Linked DNA regions of Mus musculus: region 1 is linked to region 2. Evidence: chromatin contacts called from public HiChIP or PLAC-seq data. All regions are on one chromosome and are shown on one strand. Each heading gives the region's core, a stretch centred on a gene start, on an enhancer-like site or on the middle of the called end of the contact. The rest is flanking DNA. Distances are from core to core; before and after follow the strand shown. Region 1 has its middle 25 kb from the start of Gm34724. Region 2 has its middle 32 kb from the start of Gm41297.

The links. HiChIP or PLAC-seq counts read pairs in DNA pulled down with a chosen protein or histone mark.
Region 1: an H3K27ac HiChIP or PLAC-seq map of embryonic stem cells shows a contact between it and region 2, with 8 read pairs. The contact joins two enhancer-like sites. A contact is called at or near these places in 1 of 484 Hi-C or Micro-C datasets (embryonic stem cells), 2 of 115 datasets of contacts at active chromatin or transcription factors (both in embryonic stem cells) and 1 of 9 other capture datasets (embryonic stem cells).

What each region holds. Positions count from the first base shown.
Region 1 is chr15:37,069,908-37,072,607 of GRCm38.p6, reverse strand. No RefSeq gene overlaps it. Among named protein-coding and RNA genes, the nearest start is that of Gm34724, 25 kb to the right of the region's middle. Within about 2 kb of position 1,382, at least 14 of the 459 cell types and tissues checked have an H3K27ac peak or open chromatin away from gene starts, as enhancers often do. A contact at or near this core is called in embryonic stem cells, where this site is marked.
Region 2 is chr15:36,759,421-36,762,120 of GRCm38.p6, reverse strand. No RefSeq gene overlaps it. Among named protein-coding and RNA genes, the nearest start is that of Gm41297, 32 kb to the right of the region's middle. Within about 2 kb of position 1,325, at least 43 of the 459 cell types and tissues checked have an H3K27ac peak or open chromatin away from gene starts, as enhancers often do. A contact at or near this core is called in embryonic stem cells, where this site is marked.

The sequences.
Region 1 (2,700 bases), core at 133-2,632, 310 kb before region 2:
GAATGTCACAAGACTGCAGGCCTCAGATACCTTTAGCTCATAACATGCATTTACTGCCCAAATCTGAGCTTGAACTAAAATCCTTATGACCATCAGGTGGCATCCAGCTAGCCTCCACCAATCCACAGGCTAAGGATGCCATCAGATAAGACCTGAGCTTACAGCAGACATGAGAGTTCCCCATTTTTCTGTAACTTGCTTACTTGATATTCTGTCTGTCACTGTCTCTCTCTCCCTCTCTCTCTCTCTCTCTCTCTCTCTCACACACACACACTCTTTATATCTTGACTTGTGATTGTCTTTGTTTTGTTCTCAAAAAAAAAAAAAAAAAACAGACTTTATGAAAACGTTGCTATGCTGGAATTTGGATGTTATTTGGGGCAACTCAAAATCTGTGTCCTAAAGCCATCCACAGTCATTCACATTTGGCTCAGGAATAAACTCTCTTTAGTCCTTTTGAGGGAAGAACTGATCTCATGTTAACAAATGGCTGTTGATAGAAAAGTAAAGAACTAATTCCTGAGGCCTGACTGAGGGGGTTACCTGAGTGTCCCACACCTGAGCATACTTAGACATTCAAGTGCTGAAGGCCCCCATTCAGCATGAAGAATAAGGGTCTAAGAGTCTGGAACATCTCCTACTGCCATGGGTTGAATTGTTTCACCCCAGAACATGTTCTTTATTTGAGGATGCAGTTGTTTGGGAAGGCTCTCATCCAGCGTGACTGTTGTCTTTAAAGGTAGGGGAGGTGGATTTGAACACAGGGGCAGGCAAAGAGAAAGTGCTGTAACAGGGAGAATGTCATTTAAAATCCATGAATGTCTGAGGCTGCCAGAGGTGGGAGAACCATGCCAAACAACCATTACAGCATACCCACCTGGCTAGTGGTTGCTCTTGAAGTCCTATCCTTCCAAACTGTGAGGAAATCAACTTTTGTTGCTTTCAACACCCAGCTTGTTGTATACTCCATACAGCACCAGAGAAAAGGAATACAGCCCTCTGAGGCTCCTCCCAGTCGCCCTGGCCTGTGTCAGAGCTGGATAGAGAGCAGCAAAGACTGGATTTTGTATGACCTCAGGCACACGTTCCTCTACTCCTTCCTGGGTCAGTGTTGGAAACCGACCCGCGGCTCACATGAACTGGGTTTCACCTGGGAAGCAAACTGGGGCTGAAAAGAGAGGGGAACTAGGCGGACAAGAGAGAAATGGAGCCAAGACAAGGTTCTGATCAAGGCTCAAATGTTTAATGGCAAATGTGTTTATAAAGGAGAGGGGAGGCCCATTCCCACCAATTCATTCTTGGAGCCCAGCTGCAGGTGACCACGTGCAGGATAAGGTGTAGTCTCTGGAATAGCTCTGCAGCCTCCCCGCAGGTAGCAGTATCTTGAAGAGGTACAGCAACAGTGGCTGAACAATAGAGTGATCTAGGAAGGCTCCATTTTAGGTAATCTCCTTAGTGGCAGAAAAGGTCAAGGTCTGGGTTAATCTGCTTCAGGCTTGGGGAAGGTTACAGGTCAGTGTCCTTAGTTTATAATGTGAGGGTAACCACGCTTAGCTTGTAGGGTTTTCATAAGAGTTAGAGCATATACTGTGTTTATGATTCCTCGGAGCACGGCCCTCATGCCTTGGGTGGGGTAAACTGGAGCTCTGGGGACTTGTAGCCATAGAGGGGAACATCTCACTTGTGCAGTGGCCCAAGTACCAAGGGACTGACTGGTAGGCCTGTCTTTCAGCCAGGCCTTCTGGGAAGAGATAACAGCGTAGGAAGTTTTTATTTTTGTTTTTTCTCATGTGCATTGGTGTTTTGCCTGCATATGTGTTTGTGGGAGAGTGTCGGATCTTCTTGAATGAGAGGTACAGAAAGTTGTGAGTTACCATGTGGGTGCTGGGAATTGAACCCAGGTCCTCTGTTGAGCCATCTCTCCAGCCCCAAGTTTAGAGAGTCTTAAAGATGGATGAGATTTTGTGTGTATTCCTCCCACAAAATCATTTCAAAGGTGGAAGTTCACTGTAGGCAAGTGGTACTCGCCTCTGTCCACTTCTGATTTCAGCCACAGATGCAATGGATCAAACTCAGCAATGCAGAGCATCTACCTAACTACCCTGTGACTAAATGTGCATCGTGTCTACTTCCACGCTAAGCACTGCAAAGAGTAAAACACATGAGGTGGGTCAGGTTACACCCAGAGGTACAGCTCTGTGTGGGGGCTGGGAACTGATAGACAACAGCCTCCACTTCCCAGCATTGCAGTGCCTTGTGCCTGCTTCTGAGGTCTTGGAATGGATGCCTCTGGCTTCTAGGAGTGGTTGAGTGGCTGTTCTTTCTCAGGTGTCTCACACCTCTGTGTTCTGGGGTGTGTCTCCCAGTCATCTTCCAAATAAGCTGCATTACAGTTTAGATAAGAGCTGTTCTCCTAAAGGCTCATATCATAGCTTGAAGGCTGGGTACCCAGTGGGTAGATTCAATCACTGAGAAATAATCAGATCATTGGCTCTGACTTCATTAATGGATTAAGCCACTGATGGATTCATGATTTGCTGTCATTACGAGAAAGTAGTGGGAGATGGGGCCTGCAGGGTCTGCTTAGAAGGGTATCTCAACCCTGACACCTTACTGCCTTTTGAGTTTCTGGCTGCTGGATGGTTGATCCAGTCTACCACAGGCTTCTGTTGCTCTAAGTTTCAGCCTTGATTCAAGCCT
Region 2 (2,700 bases), core at 76-2,575:
TTCCGGAAAGACTCTAAGCTAGGAAGATTCCGTGTCAGGGGAAGGGAAAGACCTGCTTGGTGCCTGCTGCCCTTAAGTATGGAGTCAGATGGCTCTGTGAATTCAAAACAAAACTAATCCTTGATACCATTTTTCTTCCCCGAACCTCAGATTTCTTATTGGTAAATTAGGAATGAGCTGTGGTGAAGACTAAGCAGTTCAATAAACAGAAGTGAAGCTTGCAGACAGGCACTGCGACCTATGTTCTCCAGGCTCTGATGACTCCAGGAGATGACTGGCCAGCACCAAAACTAAACCATGTAAGGAGCAAGGGCCTTGACCTTGGTGATGGAAGTACTTTGACACAAAGATGATGTTGGGTTTGACCAACCATGTCAGGCACTGAGGCTAATAGGCATGCCCAGGGAGACTGACACAGAGGTGGAGACCCATCTTGTACTGGCCCTGCCTGGCCACCGAGGGTCTCCCTGACCCAGCTGCCTTTTAACTTTCACTTCCCATTTAGAAATCAGATGCCTTGGTGGGGCAGGAAAACAGAACCTCTCACCCAGGAGACATGTTGGAGCTGGAGCCTGGCCCCCATCACTTGAACAACAGACAGTGCGGCCAAGGGAATTTACTGCACCTATCCTTAGCTGTAAAATGCAAAGGGTCATGGCCTCTATCTTGAGGGGAAATGTAGAATCTGACTAATATAATATAGCGAATCAACCCTAAGATGTATTGGCTGAGAACACACCACTCACTGTGTCTCAGAGTTGTGTGCCCAGGAATGTTTGTGAGGCTCTTGGGAGAACTGGCTCCATCCCTCACCTGGGCAGTAGAGTGTGTAGTTTTTGTTACCCTGCCGTAAGCTTCAGGAACAGGCTGCAGGCTGCGCTACCAGCCCCTATGCACACACACACACCAGTTAATCTCAAAATGCCTTTGCTAACTCAATGACTGGGTACTGCTAAACATCCCCTGCCACTCTGGCATAATCAGATACAGTGACCATTGACTCACATGGCTGGTTGGCTTTATCTCCTTTAACTCCCTCTCTCCTAGGTCTGCTAGCTTGCCTGTGGGGACCTTGGAAGTCCCACCTGTTCTGCCCAGGTCATTGACAGCTAGCATCTTTATTGATGAATCGAGAACCTATTGAAGAACAGGACCTCAGCATCAGCACCACCCCCTATAGAGCAGCACAGTAGAGCTGACCCTGATGGTGGGGGTGCAGGTGAGATGCTCTGACAGCATGAGCGTGGGAGAGCTGGCCCAGCCCCTTACTGGCTGCAGCACTAGGGAGAATGGGCCTTGAACCTTAGCTGAGCAGCACAGCAGAACTCCCCCTGGTGGCAAAGGTAGGGATACGCTGCCTCCCACCACATGAGAACATGAGAACAGGCAGGTAGACCTTGACCCTGGCCAGTTGTAGCATTGGATGAGCTAGGGCAGTGCTGTAGAGCTCACACTGGTGGCTCGGGTGCAGGAGTGTTGCAGTAAATCTCCCAAATATGCCCTGGTAATGAAAACACAACACAGTTAATATGATTACATGCAGTGCGTCTAGATTGGGCATATCTACCGCTACACTACCATCTTCCACAGCTCATGAGACCCCTTAGAACTTGCGGTTTCTCCAGGCCATGTGCTTCTGCTCTGCTTTTCTTCCTCCTCCTCCTCCTCTGCATTTTCTCCTTCTTCTCTCCCTCACCTTCTGCTCCACCTTCCCTTTTATCTGCCCAATCATCAGCTTTCCTTTATTTTACAAATTAAGGTGGGAAGCAGGTTTACAGGAAATCACCTGAGTGCTGACTCATTCCTCATTCACATGAAACCCTTCACTGGAGAATGGAATTAACATAAAATGTAATTAGCCCCAGGGCTATCCACAACATTGGAGAGCTGGCAGACTGACCAACTCAGCTACCCCCCAGACCAAGGTCTAGCACTTTGAGCTGGCACACCCCAACATCTGTCCCATCTATGATCTGCTGGAATTTGTGAAGGGGCCAGCCCTGCAGATCCAAAGCTGAAGGAACTCCATGGCACAGGACAACAGAATATCTGAGAGGTGTCCCAGTGAGGATCCGGTATTGATGGTATAGCAGAAGATGGTGTAGCCTTGAAACAGAGCCATGACTCATTGCAATGAACATTTGCTCTGAGGTCAGGAACAGTTTAATCAAATTATTCAGGGTATGGGTGGCTCTCTAGAGAGTGGTTTGTTATCAGTTTGGTCTTCCCCACTCCCTTTCCCACTCCTATTACCCCCATCTCTGTCTGTCTGTCTGTCTGTCTGTCTGTCTGTCTGTCTGTCTGTCATGTGCTTGCAGACTTATAAGGAAACAAGAAGGTCCTCACTACATGTGGTCCCTCGATCTTGGACTTTACATCCCCTGGACACATGAGCTAAATAAATGTCTACCGTGTGTGTGGCTTATCCAGCCCGAGGTTTTCTGTTCCAGTAGCAGAAGACAGGACAAAAGGTCCACATGACAGGGGAGACAAAAGGAGGCTGAGGGGTTCACCTAGTGGCCAGGTGTTGTATACTGCCTGGGCCCCTGCTTTCTACCCTGTCTTACTGTTCCTAGGTCTGTGTCCTTTGCTGGCTCCTTCTCTTCCTGGTTATGTCATCATTTATGTGTGGGAGGGATCGGGGAGGATGCTTGGTCTGAGTCACAGACCTTACCATGCCCCCCACCTGCCCCACTTCCA